2 separate regions of the Sus scrofa genome follow, and region 1 is linked to region 2. The links are chromatin contacts, called in public Hi-C maps. All regions are on one chromosome and are shown on one strand. The core of a region is the stretch at or near the end of the contact, and the rest is flanking DNA. Distances in the headings are between cores, read along the strand shown.

Region 1 (4,898 bases), core at 1,667-4,166, 190 kb before region 2:
CTGGCCTCATTCAGTGGGTTAAAGATCCTGCATAGCTGTGGCTGTGGTGTAGGCTAGCAGCTACAGCTCTGATTCAACCCCTAGCCTGGGACCCTCCATATGCCATGGGTGTGGCCCTAAAAAGCAAAAAGAAAAAAATAATAATAATAAAATAAAATAAAAACTGACACAAAAATTTTAAAGTAAAGGAATGGAAAAAAGATTCATCAGGTAGACACTAGCCAAAGGAGAGATAATGTAGTTATACTAATTTTTATGGGTATAAGATTAATACAGAAGGTTTTTTTCCCCTTTATTTATTGAAAATTATTATAGTTGATTTACAATGTTTTGTCAATTTCTGCTGCACAGCAACAGAAGTTTTTTTTTTTTTTCTTTTTGCTCTTTCTTTGGACCGCTCCCATGGCATATGGAGGTTCCCAGGCTAGGGGTCGAATTGGAGCTGTAGCCCCTGGCCTACGCCAGAGCCACAGCAACGTGGGATCCGAGCCGCGTCTGCAACCTACACCACAGCTCACGGCAACGCCGGATCGTTAACCCACTGAGCAAGGGCAGGGACCGAACCCGCAACCTCATGGTTCCTGGTCGGATTCGTTAACCACTGCGCCACGACAGGAACTCCAGCAACAGAAGTTTTTATTATAAAGATGATTATTACATATGTCACATTAGCAGAAGAATATTAAAAACATAATTTTAAAAAAGAACCATTTATAATATCCAAAATGTAGCTAGGAATAAATCTAAAAGCAAATATATACAACCCTATATGTAGAAACTAAAAAAAAATATTTGAATGACATTAAAGATTACTTAAGTAAATGAAGAGATAGCATATGTTCATGGATAGGAAAATCTAACGTAATGAAGATATGAATTGGAGATATTGAATTCTCTCCAGTTTCTCTATTATATATTCAAAGCACCTCCAATAAAATCTCAATAGAATTATGTGAAGCTGTGATAAACTGATTTTTAAATTTAAAAAGAAACATCAAGAATAGATCCTATGCTTCTGAAAAAGAAGTGTAAGGAGAGAGGAGCTGCATTTTATTGTGATGTTGTAGCAGTTAAGACTATCTGGCAGAGACCTAGGGTACAGATTATACAGTAATGACCAGTAGATTAGAAAAGACAGTCCAGCAACAGTTTCACTCAAACACCAAACTAAAGCACGGTAGAGCTGGCATAGGAGATAAATGGGTAAAGGAACTTTTTCTTAAATAAAGCCAAGAAAAAACTGTTATTGCTGCAGAGGGATTTTTAGTGTCTCCCAAAACAAATAATGAAATGTCTTATTCAAGGTCACACTTTGAATAAATGATTCTGCCCCTTAACTTCTATATAATCCTCATCGTGGGACCTTCAAGAACCTGCTTAATTCCCTTGGGTCTCCATTTCATCATTCATAAAATTATAACAACATCTACTTGCAGTTCTTAGGGATGTTGAAGCAGGGAGAAGGCAAGAGCAAGCTTTTAACATTTTGGCTTCTGTTTTTTAAAGTATCAGGTCAAATGATGAGGGGAAGGAAAGGAATGTGACATTCCGCATAGTGCCACTAGGTGGCAGTCGATGATTATCGTGGGGCTCCTGTCACCCTTGACTGGCCAGTAGGGGGCTCAGGTCCATGAAGTTTGGGAAGAGATCCAATTTAAAATAGGAGGGCACCCATGTTATTTCTGGATGGTTATTCATGGGTGGCTGGGAGGACAGCTGTCCCTGCCAGTGTAGGGCAGTGTCTATGAAATCGGCCTCTGGAATGGTCATTCCCAGTCTCAAATCCTGGATCTTCCAGGATTGCTAACTAATGTTACTTGGCTAATAGTTAAGGCGCTTAACTTCACTCACCCTCTGCTTCCTCACTTGTGAGATGCTGATACACGCTTCTGGGGTTGTTCAAGATACACAAAGGCCCAAGTGAGGGCTCCACGCGTGGCCAACCACATTGTCATCAACAAAATTGTCAATATTGTACGATGTCAATAACATGCTCATCTCTGTCACCATCATCTTTATCATTCCCACGCTTCCCTCACAAGCCCTCGGAAGCCTGGCCCCCAAAACCAAGCCCCCAAGGCCAGCCGGGCCTGAAGCTGCTCCGCTCACGTCTGCTCCTGTGAGTCTTTGGGGCAGAGCAGTGGGCCAGACCTAGCTCTTCCAGCTGTCCCTGTGTGGCGGAAGGCGAGCCCCAGTTTCCGCTCCTTTAACTACGGGCTGTAAACTGTAAAGCGCTATAAAGACATCAAGGATCATTAGAGCTGGTATAATTCTCTCAACAGTCACAGGGCCATTTGGTGAGGAGCAAAAGAGTGATTCTCACGGCTCTTGGGTCCCCCAGAGGGCAGCTCCCCTCCATGTGTTTTTAGCTTCAGGGAGCCCAAGGGGCTCCCACATCACCCTCTTCCCCCTCCCCGAATTCCTCCAGGCCTGGCTGCCACCTGGTGAAGGCTGCCACTCTGGTTTTCTCTGGCTTCCCTCTGCCAGTGTTTGGCCAGGGCAGGGCAGGGAGAGGTCTGTGGTGGGACTGGGCCAGGGTGGGGCCAGTAGGGTGTGTGTGAACCCGTGGTGATGGGTTGGGCAGCCAGCCAAGGAGGATGAGGGGGTGGAGAGGGGAAGAGGGGGGAGGAAGGTGAGGGGGGTGCCTGGCCTGGGTTCAGCTTTGACCTGCCGCTCCCTGAGGGCGGGGTTGCTGGATGGGGGAGACCAGTGAGGCCTGGGGCCCATGGTTTTCTGTTCTAAACCAACTCCTTTTATGGACCCCGTGTTGGGGAGCTGGACTCATGCCCAATTTACAGATAACTGTGTGGCTGGAATTACGCTTTGGGAGAATGGAGGGGAAGGGCTTGCTGGAGCAGGATTTGTTCTAGAAGAGAGAGATCTGTACAGTATCCAGCTACTTCCCACATGCCTTTCAAATGTTGAGCTGTCGTTGCTGCCAAACTTTTGCACGTGCAGGCCTCCTGGTGCTCTGGGCTCTGTCACCCTCTTCTCTGCCTCCTGGAATTGCCTTTATCCTTTTTTTTTTCTTTTTCTTTTTTTTTGGCCCGCACCCGCAGCATATGGAGGTTCCCAGGCCAGGCTAGGGGTCTAATCGGACCTGTGGTTGCCGGCCTACACCACTGCCAGATCCTTAACCCACTGAGCGAGGCCAGGGATCGAACCCGAAACCTTATGGTTCCTAGTCAGATTCGTTAACCACTGAGCCATGATGGGAACTCCCTGCCTTTATCCTTCAGACACAGTTGAATTCCCCTTTTAGAGTATGTCCCAGCTCACAGGGGCAGTTTCCTTGGCTGAATCGTATAGCCCCTGTTCACTGCCCCACAGGCTTGACACAGCACATCCTGCTCCGCATTTATGCTCCACATTTATGAGTCTGTCCTCCAGGTTGGAACCGCCCTGAGAGCAGGGACTGTGTCATTCATTTATCGGTTCATTCATCCATTTGTTCAGCGAATACCCATTGCCTGGCAGGCCCTGTTTTGGGTGCTGGGATTTGCTCAGGGAGCCAGGCTTCAAATCTGGGTCCCGACTCCTGGCCTAGTGCTCATTCCATCAGAGTCCTCCCCCTGTCCCCCTCCCCCAGAGCCCAGCCCTTTGGCTACAACTCAGGGAGGCACCTTCCTCTCAGCCCTGGCAGGCTCCCCTGTGTCCATGGGTAAGTCTGGGGGGTTGCGAGGCACCTCTCTGCCATCTCTGGATATGACCACTTGGGGAACAGTAGGGACACATCCTCCCCTTTCCAGCCTCTGCAGCCTCCCACAGTGGCCACGGGGACCAGGCCCCTGCTTGCCAGGCCCGGCTGGAGCCCTGGAGTTAGCTACTCCTGGCCATGGGACCTGGGGTCTCTCTTGCAACCTTTTTAAGCCTTGGTTTCTTCACTTCTTTTTTTTTTTTTTTTGTCTTTTGTCTTTTTAGGGCCGCACCCACGGCATATAGAGGTTCCCAGGCTAGGGGTCCAATTGAAGCTGTAGCTGCCAGCCTACATCACAGCCACAGCAACGTAGGATCCGAGCCACATCTGCGACCTACACCACAGCTCAAGGCAACGCCGGATCCTTAACCCATTGAGCAAGGCCAGGGATCAAACCCACAACCTCATGGTTCCTAGTTGGATTTGTTTCTGTAGAAGCAACGCTGAGTAGTTATGTTGTGAGCCACAGGGGAAGTCCTAGTCGGATTCATTTCTGCTGCACCATGACAGGAACTCCTGGTTTCTTCACTTCTGAAAAGGAGATAACAAGAGATTTTTCTCCTTGAGATGGTGTGAGAATGTTCTGAGATTCTGCACCTTTGAGAAACAGTGGTTCCGGTCCTTCCTGCTGCATTTCCCCCACAGGCCCGAGGGCTGCAGTCATCGCCCATCCGTGGCAAGTCAGGCCCCAGCTTAGCAGACTCAGAGCTAGGAAGCCCAGGCTTCCTTCTCCAGCACCCAGCCCTAGAGTAATAATAATAACAACAAGAACAGTGTCTCTGTTTTGGTGGTACTTACTCTGTACTGGGCACAGCTATAAGCACTTATTTATTTATTTGTTTACTTATTTATGTGTCTGCACCCATGGCATATGGAAGTTTCCAGGCCAAGAACTGAATATGAGCCACAGCTGCAACCTATGTTGTAGCTGCAGCAATGCCAGATCATTTAACCCACTGTGCCAAGGCAGAGATCAAACCCGCACCTCTGAAGCGACCTGAGCCACTGCAGTTGGATTCTTTTTTTCTTTCTTTTTTTTTTTTTTTTTGCTCTTTAGGGCCACACTCACAGCACATGGAGGTTCCCAGGCTAGGGGTTGACTCGGAGCTGCAGCTGCCGGCCTACACCACAGCCACAGCAACGCCAGATCCAAACTGTGTCTGTGACCTACACCACAGCTCACGGCAATGCCAGATCCTTA
Region 2 (4,590 bases), core at 291-2,790:
TCACTGCAGTGCTCTGTAATGAAGAGACCAGGAAGACAGTTGTGCCTTACTCCCCTCCCTCTCTCCCTTGGTACCTCTACATAGTGCTTGGGAGTGCCAGGCCAGGCATGTGAGGATGCAGAGGCTCAGACCTTGATCTTGGCAGGGATGAAAGGGCTAGGGAAGGAGATCCGCCCACACGGAGAAGGCACCTGCTCCCCAATGTGGAGATTTTGAACTCAGAGGGTGTAAGAGAAACACAACAATGCCCAGCGCCGTGCCGGCCCACTGGCATGTGGAAACTCTACGATATTTGCAGAACGAATGTGTGTGCTGGCAAGGGGATGAGGATGGGGCGACGAGGTTGGACAGATAAAAGCGGGCTAGCTATTGCCACCTGCAGAAGAAACCATGAGAAGCCTGTCACGGTAGACTTCTTGATCTGCCTAGGAAGAAAGATGTGGTCATTATGTGGAAGCACCACAAATTCTCGGGGCTGGAAAATACAGTCCAGTGGTTTGCTCAGAAGAGGTGAGTGGCTCGTGGGCTCTACCATCTCTCCTGAACTGGGAAACCTTCCCATGCTGCGACAGCAATAGGAATGCCCTGCTCTCTGAGCGTGTCCCCTGGCATTCGCTCCTCTCTGTCAGATACACCCTCTGAATTCCATGGTTCCTAACACAGGGTCTAGGGAATAGCAAGTGCTCAGTAAATGAATATTGAATGAAGAAATGCATGGATTGTACATCTTTGAAATGTATGGCTCCTATCAAGTCAGCAGGGAGATAGATGGCCAAAGTCGGGTTAAAAATATTTTAATAGCCTGTGTAAATGGGCCAGAGCAATATGATTAAATTTACCTTGTGTAAACATAACACAAAGTCTGCAGTTTCAAAAAGTCGATTGCCCAAATAAGGAGTAGATGATGCTTGAAACGGTGTAGTGCATACATATTTAAAAAAAAAAAGTCAGTAAGGGTAGGTGTTAGAGGCCCGTAAGATTGTGATGTAGCTGCCGAGACAGGATTGGATTCCATAAGAAGAAGCCAGGTCCAGATCAATGTAGGTGACCCTGTGGTTAGAGCTCACGCAGGTCACTCAGGCATGATGTTCATTTGGGGTTTTATTAATAGCCATGCATAAACCTGGGTCCAGCGCTATAGTTTACCCAGTCACTATCTTGTTATGTTGTCCATCGGGTTTATATACTGACAAGGGCAAGCTGGCTGGCTCAAGGTCACCTAGCCAGTAGGTGGCTGAGCCCAGTCTTCTGACCCCTGGTCCATACTCTTTCAATGGCATCATGCTGCCTTTCTGCAGGCCAGAGCCCCTGCTGGGCAGCATCTAAAAGCAAGGCCAGCGCGATGCTTGTCAAGTGCTGTCAACAGAGGACACGCTCAGATGGGCACCTCGCCATCAGGCAGCCTGACAGTGATGTCTCTGAAACCACTTTTCCTGACTCACGGAGGGCTTTGATGGGCCAGCTCACACCCGCAAGCACAGTGACCCTGGTCTGTTTCAGAAACTGACAGCAGACAAACATGGAACATCACCTCCCCTTTGGGTGAACCCTGGAAAGTACAAATCTCCGTTCTGAGTTCCTCAGGTCCTATGACAAGGATCTGTGAGCCAGGCTCTAAGGAGGAAGAGGAAGGGGAGAGCACTGACATCTGCCAGGTGCTGTTAAGTGTCTGGCTCAGGACATTTCACATTTATTTGAGTTTCCTTTCCCATTTAGTCCTGTGTCTGCAACCTTACTGCTCACTCTGGTCACCACTGGACTCTTCCACCCCCTGGTGTTTGGTCGTCATAATAATCCCTCACATTCATCTTGTCTTATTCACACTCCCAAAAAAGCCTATGAAAAAAAAAAAAAAGCCTGCTCTTATGGTATGTGAAATCTAAAATAGCTGGGTACTTAGAAGCAGAGAGTAGAATGGTGGTTACTAGGGGTGGGGAGGTGGGGGAAATTAGGAGATAATTGATGAAAGGGTACAAGGTCATAGTTATGTGGGATGCTTGAATCTAGAGATCTAAGGGACAGCGTGATGGCTTTTCTCACAATACTGTGTTGAATAGTGGAAATATGCTAAGAGAATAGAATTTAGGTGCTCCTGTTGCAAACAGGTAACTGAAGAGATATGCTAATTAGCTTGAGTGTGGTAATCATTTCACTATGATTTAATAAAAATCATCATTTTTATTAAAAACAAAATGAATCAAGAAAATCCTGTGAGCTGGTTAGGGCAGAGATTTTCCCCATTTCACAATGATGCACAAGAATGTCTATCTGTTTGTTCCATCTTTCCATCCATCCATCCTTTCATTCATTCATTCCTTCATCACATCTTTATTAAATTATGTTCTAGGCACTGTGCAATTCACTAAGGAAGCAAAGGTGTCTGGGAAGCTCTTGGGAGAGATGAATATAAACTACCAGAGGGAGTTCCCATCGTTGCTCGGTGGTAAGGAAACTGACTGGTATCTATGAGGACTCAGGTTCGATCCCTGGCCTCGCTCAGTGGGTTAAGGATCCAGCCTTGCTATGAGCTGTGGTGTAGCTCCCAGACATGGCTCAGATCTAGTGTTGCTGTGTCTGTGGTATAGGCTGGTGGGTGCAGCTTCATTTAGACCTGTATCCTAGGAACTTCAATATACTGTGGGTACAGCCCTAAAAAGATAAATATCTATATATATACTACCAGAAAAGGTGGTATCATATTTGAGGTTTTTAAGTAGAATGGCCATGCATTTTAAGATAATGGGGTGGTGGGGTGTTATTGCTGGCTGTGACCAGTAGGTGGCATTCTGGGTCCCGGGAGGCTTAAGAGCCCTTCAGCCTTCTACACGCTAAGCTTTCATTTTATATTCATTACTGTACTTAAAATCAAATTCTAAGTCATATCATTGAAAGGCTGTATTCAATTTGATTTTAATTCCATTTATTTGCCGTTAATTGTTCCATGCTTTTCTAAAATGGTCAAATTAAATCTACTTGTGTCAGGGCTTTCCGGGTAAGTGAAAGACACGTCCAGGAAATTCAGACTCCTAAGTAAATTAGCACCTCCAGTCCCAGCACAACTAGGTCCCAAATTCCTTTTTTAGGAAATGCTGACGAAAAGTTGATGCTTTGGGGAAAAGATCTAGAAGGATGCACTCTGAGATATTAGTGGTGATATCTCCCAGTGGTGGGAATACAGATGGTTTTGTTTTGTTTTTTCATACCTATCTGTACTTTATTCATTTTTTTTACAATGGGCATGTATGAATTTTTATGTTTGTTTATATTTAGTTTTTCATCGAAGTATAACCTACCAATGGAAAATATGTAAATTGTAAGCAAACAGCTTGGATTTGTGTATTTATACACATAAGTAACCTCCACCCAGATCAAGATAGGCATTACCACGGGCTTCCAAATTTCCCCTGGGCCCCTTCCCACTAATCCTGCCCTGGCCAGGCCCCCACCCCACCACCATGGATTAGTTTTGCCTAACTTTGCTCTTCATACATATGGAATCATATAGGATCTCTTCTTTTGTATATGCATTCTTGTTCAATATTATTTAAGTTGGTGTGTATAAATACATGAAAACTCACCAGTCTGTTCTGTTGTTTTGTGTGTCAGAAATCTGCTATTTTTCATTGGTGTGCCATATTCCATTGTGTGAATATACTGCAGGTCTGTATTTTTATAATCAGAAAAAGATTTACTAAAAAAGATTACATGTAGACATGGAAATTTGCTGGAGGCCAAGGAGCCATTTCAACTGCAAGGTCATTTTCAGAATACGTGGATTTAAACAGCTGTGCAGACACTGGCTTGGACACAGAAGCACAGGGTCTTTGTGAGAGACCGACACTTAGCTAATTGCAGGGCAGCAGGTAAGGCAAGTCCTGGCTCTTCCCCTGGTGGTGTGGCTGCAGGGCAAGTCACTTCACTCCCTAAGTCAGCTGTTCTCACAGAGTCTCAGTTTCCTCATCTGTAAAATGTGTAAAGTTACTAATTTTAAAAGAATAAAAGAAGGAAAACCCCAGAACCTCCAGTCAAATTTGAATTTCAGGTAAACAATAATTTCTTACAATAAGTCTATTCTGCATATTGCATGGGACATACAAGCCTAAAGACTTACTCGTTGTTTATTTCCAATTCAAATGTAATTGTATTGTGTCCAGCAAAAACAGGTGTAATATATTCCGTATTTTGGTTTTTATTTTCTTTGGCTCTTGTGTACCTCAAAAAAATTATAATAAAGTAACCTCAGAACTACCCCTCCCCCCAAAAAAAACAGGTGTGATAATATTCCCTGCTCACACGATGACACAATTGTTTGTGAGAAGGTGTTTGCAGGCAGCCAAGTATGTACAGGTGAAAGAAACTCGAGAGGGCCGGAAAGGCAGGGCAGAGGACCACTCGGTTTGGAAATTGAGCCCTGTGAGGCTCCATAGGAGAGGGACCTTGCCTCTCTCACCCACCACCCCCAGCCACCCCACTGCCCAGCTGGATGGCTGACTCTGAGAAGGCACCACTTACCTGTTGAATGACTGAATGGCTTTGCTCCCCAGCTCCTCCACTTACTTGATGTTGACCTTAGGTAAGCTAGCTAACCAC

The links. Hi-C and Micro-C count contacts between places; a contact is called where the count stands out from the background.
Region 1: a contact with region 2 is called in a Hi-C map of fetal heart ventricle, with 5 times the contacts expected there. The contact joins two enhancer-like sites. A contact is called at or near these places in 1 of 5 promoter capture datasets (liver) and 14 of 47 Hi-C or Micro-C datasets (alveolar macrophages, embryonic fibroblasts, epiblast stem cells and 9 more).

What each region holds. Positions count from the first base shown.
Region 1 is chr2:40,354,984-40,359,881 of Sscrofa11.1, reverse strand. No RefSeq gene overlaps it. Among named protein-coding and RNA genes, the nearest start is that of MRGPRX2, 16 kb to the left of the region's middle. Within about 2 kb of position 2,916, at least 7 of the 83 cell types and tissues checked have an H3K27ac peak or open chromatin away from gene starts, as enhancers often do.
Region 2 is chr2:40,161,936-40,166,525 of Sscrofa11.1, reverse strand. LOC110259292 (a long non-coding RNA gene) reads left to right here. Exons shown (of 4, transcript XR_002341550.1): 1 at 1-4,573. Among named protein-coding and RNA genes, the nearest start is that of E2F8, 14 kb to the left of the region's middle. Within about 2 kb of position 1,540, at least 3 of the 83 cell types and tissues checked have an H3K27ac peak or open chromatin away from gene starts, as enhancers often do.